2 separate regions of the Sus scrofa genome follow, and region 1 is linked to region 2. A link is a contact called in public HiChIP or PLAC-seq data. All regions are on one chromosome and are shown on one strand. Each heading gives the region's core, a stretch centred on a gene start, on an enhancer-like site or on the middle of the called end of the contact. The rest is flanking DNA. Distances are from core to core; before and after follow the strand shown. Region 1 holds the start of NDUFA1 (NADH dehydrogenase [ubiquinone] 1 alpha subcomplex subunit 1). Region 2 holds the start of RPL39 (60S ribosomal protein L39).

Region 1 (3,164 bases), core at 501-3,000, 38 kb before region 2:
CCGTTGTGCATCAGCAGTAACGAACCCTACCAGGATCCATGAGGATGCAGGTTCGATCCTTCACCTTGCTCAGTGGGTTAAGGATCTGGCATTGCCATGAGCTGCAGTGGAGGTCATAGACTTGGCTTGGATCTGGTGTTGCTGTGGCTGTGGTGTAGGCTGGCAGCTGCAGCTCCGATTCGACCCCCTAGCCTGGGAACCTCCATATGTCACAGGTGCTGTCTTAAAAAGCAAACAAAAACAACCAAATGAACAACATAAGACTAGGAGTTCCCGTTGTGGCTCAGCGGATCAGGATCAGGCTCAGCCTGACAAAGTGTCCCAGAGGATGAAGGTTCAATCCCTGGCCCCAATCAGTGAATTAAAGATCTGGCGTTGCCACAAGCTGTGACATAGGTCACAGATGCAGCTCGGATTCTACCCCTAGCCCAGGAACTTCCATGTGCCGCGGGTGTGGCCCTAAAAAGAAAAAAAGAAAAAACATTAGACCAGAGTCCTAAATAAATGCAGACCACTAAACTGTAATTAGTATGGTAACCATGAGTTCTTAAAATTTCTATTTTAACCGGCATCATTTGTTCTTTCCTTCTTTTTTTTTTTGAGACATGACTACTTGTTCCCTTTGGGGACCTTCATGAGAAGAAACAACAGCAGCAGATCACACTTGAAAAATCACAAAACCTGAAAGCAAATACACTTAGACTCTGTACTCCAGAAATGATGTGAAGAACTAGTTAAAGAGAAAAACTACAATCTAATGTGAAAAAGAGGATCTTGGCGCTAAATTCCTAAAGGCTTACATGGGAAAGTGGGGGGATAAATAAACAAATGTCAAGGTAAAAAACCTAGTGAAGGCTAGAAAAAACTGAAAAACGAGAAGCTACCGATAAATGGATGCGAGAAATTCAAATCAAAATCCAGCAAGAAAGGAGACTACACGTCAGAAGGAGCGGGGCCAAGACTAACTGACGCCTCTCTCTGCCTAGGGGTTTGACCTACATTCTTCAATCTCCTACCTTTCCAGTCCCCAATCTCTGCTTTGCCCTCCCGCCCACTCTTCACCCAGCAACCAGCTATCTCTAGCTAAAGTAGAAGATGGTTCGCGTCCGGCTTCATTCCGCAAGCCTCAGCTTTTAGGCTATAAAAGGGGGGGGGGGCGTCCTCTGTATTCCCCACCTCGGAGAGGGGCTGCGGGTCCTAACGGCCTCCCGACCCCACCGCCCAGTTCTTAATGGCAGTTTGTGGGGGGCCGCCGCCAGGCCGGAGAAGCCGCCTTACCTTGCCCCCGTTAGTGAACTTGTGGATGTGAGCAGTGGCCATTCCCGGGATGAACAAGCACGCGGCCATGACGGCGATCCCGGGGAGAATTTCGAACCACATCGCGACGCGGTTACCAAGGCTAAATCCTTCTTCCCAGCCCCTCAAAGGTGACCCGACTTTGATTCCTTCCCCGGAAGCTCGGCGCGGCGCGCGAGTGGGGCGGGGCCGCGTCCGCCTCCGGAGGAAGCGACGGGGCGCGGCAGGGCTCAAGAGTGGTGCGCGCCGGGGCTCTCGAACGCTTGAACTCCCGCAGCCCTTTTTCAACCGGCGATTTTTGTCCCGACTCGCGGCCGAGCGCACGACGTGCAGTGACGTGAAGAAGCCCCGCGCCACCTAGCAGGCCTCAGTCGTTCCGGAGCTCAAGACTCTTAAGATGGCAGAACAACTTTCTCCGGGAAAGACAACGGACCAGGTGTGCACTTTCCTTTTCAAAAAGCCTGGGCGGAAAGGGGCTGCAGGCCGCCGAAAGCGCCCGATCTGCGACCAAGAGTCCGGAGACAGCAGCAGCAGCAGTGACGAAGGCAGCACTGTGGTTCGCCCTGAAAAGAAGCGGGCGACCCACAATCCGATGATACAGAAGACCCGTGGTAGCGGTAAACAGAAGGCGGCTTACGGCGACCTGAGTAGCGAAGAGGAGGAAGAGGAGAACGAGCCCGAGAGCCTTGGCGTGGTCTACAAGTCCACTCGCTCGGCGAAACCCGTTGGGCCAGAGGATATGGGGGCGACTGCTGTGTACGAGCTAGACACAGAGAAGGAGCGTGACGCACAAGCCATCTTTGAGCGCAGCCAGAAGATCCAGGAGGAGCTGAGGGGCAAGGAAGATGACAAGATCTATCGGGGAATCAATAATTATCAGAAATACATGAAGCCCAAGGATACGTCTATGGGCAATGCTTCCTCCGGGATGGTGAGGAAGGGCCCCATCCGAGCTCCCGAGCATCTGCGTGCCACCGTGCGCTGGATTACCAGCCTGACATTTGCAAGGACTACAAGGAGACTGGCTTTTGCGGCTTCGGAGACAGCTGCAAATTCCTCCATGACCGTTCAGATTACAAGCATGGGTGGCAGATCGAACGTGAGCTTGATGAGGGTCGCTATGGTGTCTATGAGGATGAAAACTATGAAGTGGGAAGTGATGAGGAGGAAATACCATTCAAGTGTTTCATCTGTCGCCAGACCTTCCGAAACCCAGTTGTCACCAAATGCAGGCATTATTTCTGCGAGAGCTGTGCACTGCAGCATTTCCGCACCACCCCGCGCTGCTATGTCTGTGACCAGCAGACCAATGGCGTCTTCAATCCAGCGAAAGAATTGATCGCCAAACTGGAGAAGCATCGAGCTGCAGAAGAGGGTGGTGCTTCCGATTTCCCAGAAGACACCGATGAGGGTCCAATTCCCATTACTTAGTTTTCCCATTATTCTCGAATCGCGAAATAAATGTTGTTTTGAAAATCTTAATTCGTGTCCTTCCTTTTTAGGGAAAGTGAGTGAGAGGGAAAAGGCAGGTGGCAAAGTAGGGTTCTGGATAGGTGGCTTGTACAGGCATCAAGGTAGGTGTAATCTGGGTTTTTACCTGGTATAAATGCTGCCTGTGTGTAAGATACTTTTCAGAACCCTTTGGCATACATTTAGGGCATGGGAGAAATTTGAGAAAAGAGAATTTGCTTGAAGTAACCAAAGCTGTGATGAAAGTAAGAACTGAGCCAAGTGCTTATATCATATTTCTGCATCACTTAATAGTTTACAAAAATACGTTCATGCATTAATTCTTTTGGGAGCCCATACTACTTCAAAATACACCCCAGCGGAGGTGTGTGTGTTGGGGGGGTGTTGGAGGAGCAGTG
Region 2 (3,478 bases), core at 186-2,685:
TTTGGGGGGGGGGACTGTGTCGGTGGCATATGGAAGTTCCCAGGCCAGGGAAGGAATCTGTGCCACAGTAATGATGATGCCAGATACTTAACTGCTAGGCTACCTGGGAACTCCGCTCAAAATAAATATTTTCTAAGGGAGTCCCATTATGGCTCACTGGTAACAAACCCGACCAGCATCTATGAGGACAAGGGTTCAATACCTGGCCTCTCTCAGTGGGTTAAGGATTCAGCATTGCTGTAAGCTGCCGTGCAGGTTGTAGACGCAGCTCAGATCTCGTGTTGCAGGCTGGCAACTGCAACTCTAATTCAACCCCCAGCCTGGGAAGTTCCATATGCCATGGGTTTGGCCCAAAAAAGGCCAAAAAAAAAAAAGACAATTTTTTTTCTAAAAGAAATGTATGCTGTAGCAACATAGAGGATTAACACAGTTCTGTGTTGTAGATCTAAAAGCTACTGTAATTTCAAATTAGTGACTAGTGTATGTATATATGATATTTTAAGACACCTGTATCAACTGCAGTGTGATATAAAACCATCTGATTTGTTGACCAGGTAGTTTGTTGCCTACATTTGTAAATAAAGCGCTACATTTCAGAGTTTGATGAAAACGAAGTTGTGACTTTTTTAAATCCAAGTTCGTGTACTCTGTGAATTCTTTTTTTAACTCTGAATTTTATTATGTTTATAGTTGTACAACGATACACTATGAATTCTAAGCATTGACCCTTGTGGACCCCAAGTTAAAAACCCTTACCTTAACCTGTTGGTGCAAAAAATCTTGAAGTGACAAAGATACACAGAGGTCTCTGCTTTTAAATGCGGAGAAGAGGAGTTCCCGTTGTGGTCAAAGGTAGGTTACAAAGTCAGTCTGGATTTCCTAGCAGTCAAGGAAACGGCTCCGTCCAGAACTTACTTCATTTAAAGCCTTAATTGGTAATACAGTGCTGTATGTGAATTACATCTCAATTAAACTGGGAGGAAAAAAAATCCTTGATTGGCAACCTCTTGCATTGGCTAAAACCCAATGGCTGTCCATAGTTATACGGCCCACCTGGCCAGCCCCCCCCCCCCCCGATAATTCCTCCTTTTCCTCCAACACCCCGGTACCTTCACGCCACCCCCGCCGCTACCCACGGCCACCCCCCCGCCCTTCGGCGCGCTCCCTCCCAACGCAGGACCGAAGTCCCTTGCGCGCGGGCGTGACGTCTGCCCCGCTTCCCTTGGAAATAGCCCTGCCCACTCCGCTCCTCGGCCCTTCGGAAGGGTTTCTGTCACGGCGTTTACCATAGACTGTCTGCCTCACCCATGACACAAAGTCCCTTGGCACACTAACAGGCTCCTGCGGAACCTACTTACGGAAGTGAAGCAAAACGGCTTCCATTTCGCACGAACGAGCGCAGTTTCCCACGGCCCCAGGGGAGCACGCTCAGGGAGGGGCCTCCAGGGGGCGGTGGTCGCGCACGGCGTCACCTCCCTAAGCCCCGCCCCCTACGGCGCCTTCTAAACGCGTCCTTCCGTCTGCTTCCTTCTCTCTGCTCTTCTCCGCCGTCCTGTGTGCGGTTGAATTAGTTCCTCGCCATGGTAAGTCCATCCGTTGCCATCGGCTCCGGGGTAGCTTCAGGAGACCTGAGGTCTCTGCGAGCTCGCTGGCGCTGCGGGTTGCGTCGAGGTGCGGGACCGTTTTTAAAGCTTTTCCTATGTGAGATCGAGTTTGGCCACCGCTTCAGTCCGCGGGCTCCAGTCCGCGGGCCTAGCGGGAAGCGAGCGAGCGTGCGAGATGGGGAGGGGCCGGCTGCGCTGGCGCCGCGTGGTCCGAGGGGGCGCTCTCTGCTTTTGGCTGCTGCTCAGGCGGACAAGGATTCCTGTTTTTCCTACACCGAACTGTCTTTGTGGGACAAGGAGGGCATTGTAGAAATCGCGGCTCGACCTCGGGCTGGCTGCGACGCGGGGGACGTTCCGAGCCTCGAAAAGGGCATGTGGGCTTTTGGTTCTCGAAGACTTTACTTGGGGGCCAGGAGCCTGCCACGTTATGAGATTGACGACTTTTTTAGCCTTTTGTTCAGGGACTTGAGTGTCCTCCCCGTGGAAGCGCCTGGAGCCGGGGGTGGTGTGGTCTGAATCTATATGCTGTTCGGGCGCTCTTCGTAAAATGCTAGTGGCAGATGGTCACTGGGTTTTTCTCTTGATAGTTTTCTGAAAAAATGAGACTGTTTATAAGCTTTTAGGTATGGAGAGGATCGATATCTGGTGCTTTATGTTTTTATTAACAAATTTTACAGCTACTGCAGTGAGCTGGGGGGGAGGGGTGTAGTCTTTTCTTTATAACGACCCCTATTATTATGCAAAAGTGTGTTGGGCCACTCGGGCCAGACTTTAGACCAGCACTCAGTGCCATTTTTCCGGATTGTCCTGCAAACTGGGAGAGAGGTGGTTGGGGTTGGGCTTAGATGACCCGGGTTTTTCATGAAAGCCAAAAAATGCAGTGGGAGATTGGGAAAGTCATTCTTAGAATAGTGGCGTTTTACATAGTTAGAATTAATATCCCAAATGCCAGTGGGTTAGAGCAGATCTCCCACATGTCAGGGTGCACTGAGACTGACTTTCAAGTGATTGTGAAAACCGCGTGCTCTAGCCCTAGCCTTGGAGCAGAGATGACCTGGATTTGAATACTAGCTCTGCACATTAATATATTCCGCTTTGGGGCAGCTTACCGACCTCCCTGACTACTGATTATTATTTAAGCAATGGGAATTATGCTATCTACCTTTGGAGAAGTAAGGAACAAAGCAAAGGGCCTGATGGGTTTAGCATGGAGAGAGTTGTTTTTGGTTCAACATTCAAATGTTTGTTGGCGTTAGGGAGTTCCTGGCTTTGAATCTTTTTTTGAGCAAGCTCTGGTATTGCTGTTAAACTGATTGCATTTCCTTCCCAGTCTTCTCACAAGACTTTCAGGATCAAGCGATTCTTGGCCAAGAAGCAAAAGCAGAATCGTCCCATCCCCCAATGGATTCGGATGAAAACTGGTAATAAAATCAGGTAAGGACACACAAACCTGTTTTTTGTTAAACTTAGGATTACTTTGAGGGCATAAATAGACAGTTGGAAGTTGTATGCAATTCATCCTATACCACCATTCTGAAACTTTTTCTTTTTTCTGACTGTGCTTCCTCTGGATTTCTGGACATCACCTAGCCTATAGCTGGGCTTAGGAGCAGACATTCCTCCAGTATTTTTGTTAATTTCCTGGTTGTCTTCAGTCAGAGCCAGAACATAGGGTGGAAGGCTCTCTTATTCACATCCCAGTGGGAATGACCATGAAGTGTTTATTTTCAGAAGTAATTGAATTGATGGTAAATTGCTACAGAGGACCTCCAAGGTCATCTAGGCTACCTCCAGGTCTAAAACTCCGGTCTCCGGCAAGCCTTTCAGCCTTTTAGCTGCTTTTTGGAGACCAGGTGGGCCTTGAGACAGGTCTC

The links. HiChIP or PLAC-seq counts read pairs in DNA pulled down with a chosen protein or histone mark.
Region 1: an H3K27ac HiChIP or PLAC-seq map of skeletal muscle shows a contact between it and region 2. The contact joins the promoter of NDUFA1 here to the promoter of RPL39 in region 2. A contact is called at or near these places in 1 of 5 promoter capture datasets (liver), 7 of 47 Hi-C or Micro-C datasets (embryonic fibroblasts, epiblast stem cells, heart right ventricle and 3 more) and 2 of 2 datasets of contacts at active chromatin or transcription factors (alveolar macrophages and skeletal muscle).

The regions. Positions count from the first base shown.
Region 1 is chrX:98,218,303-98,221,466 of Sscrofa11.1, reverse strand. NDUFA1 (NADH dehydrogenase [ubiquinone] 1 alpha subcomplex subunit 1) reads right to left here and starts at 1,750. Exons shown (of 3, transcript XM_003135339.5): 1 at 1,279-1,750. The coding sequence starts at 1,380. RNF113A (RING finger protein 113A) reads left to right here and starts at 1,536. Exons shown (of 2, transcript XM_003135338.4): 1 at 1,536-2,279; 2 at 2,282-2,778. The coding sequence starts at 1,694. The coding sequence ends at 2,727.
Region 2 is chrX:98,179,396-98,182,873 of Sscrofa11.1, reverse strand. It overlaps RPL39 (60S ribosomal protein L39), which reads left to right and starts at 1,435. Exons shown (of 3, transcript XM_005673863.3): 1 at 1,435-1,583; 2 at 2,935-3,038. The coding sequence starts at 1,581. LOC110257656 (a long non-coding RNA gene) reads right to left here and starts at 1,444. Exons shown (of 2, transcript XR_002340568.1): 1 at 1,359-1,444; 2 at 1-946.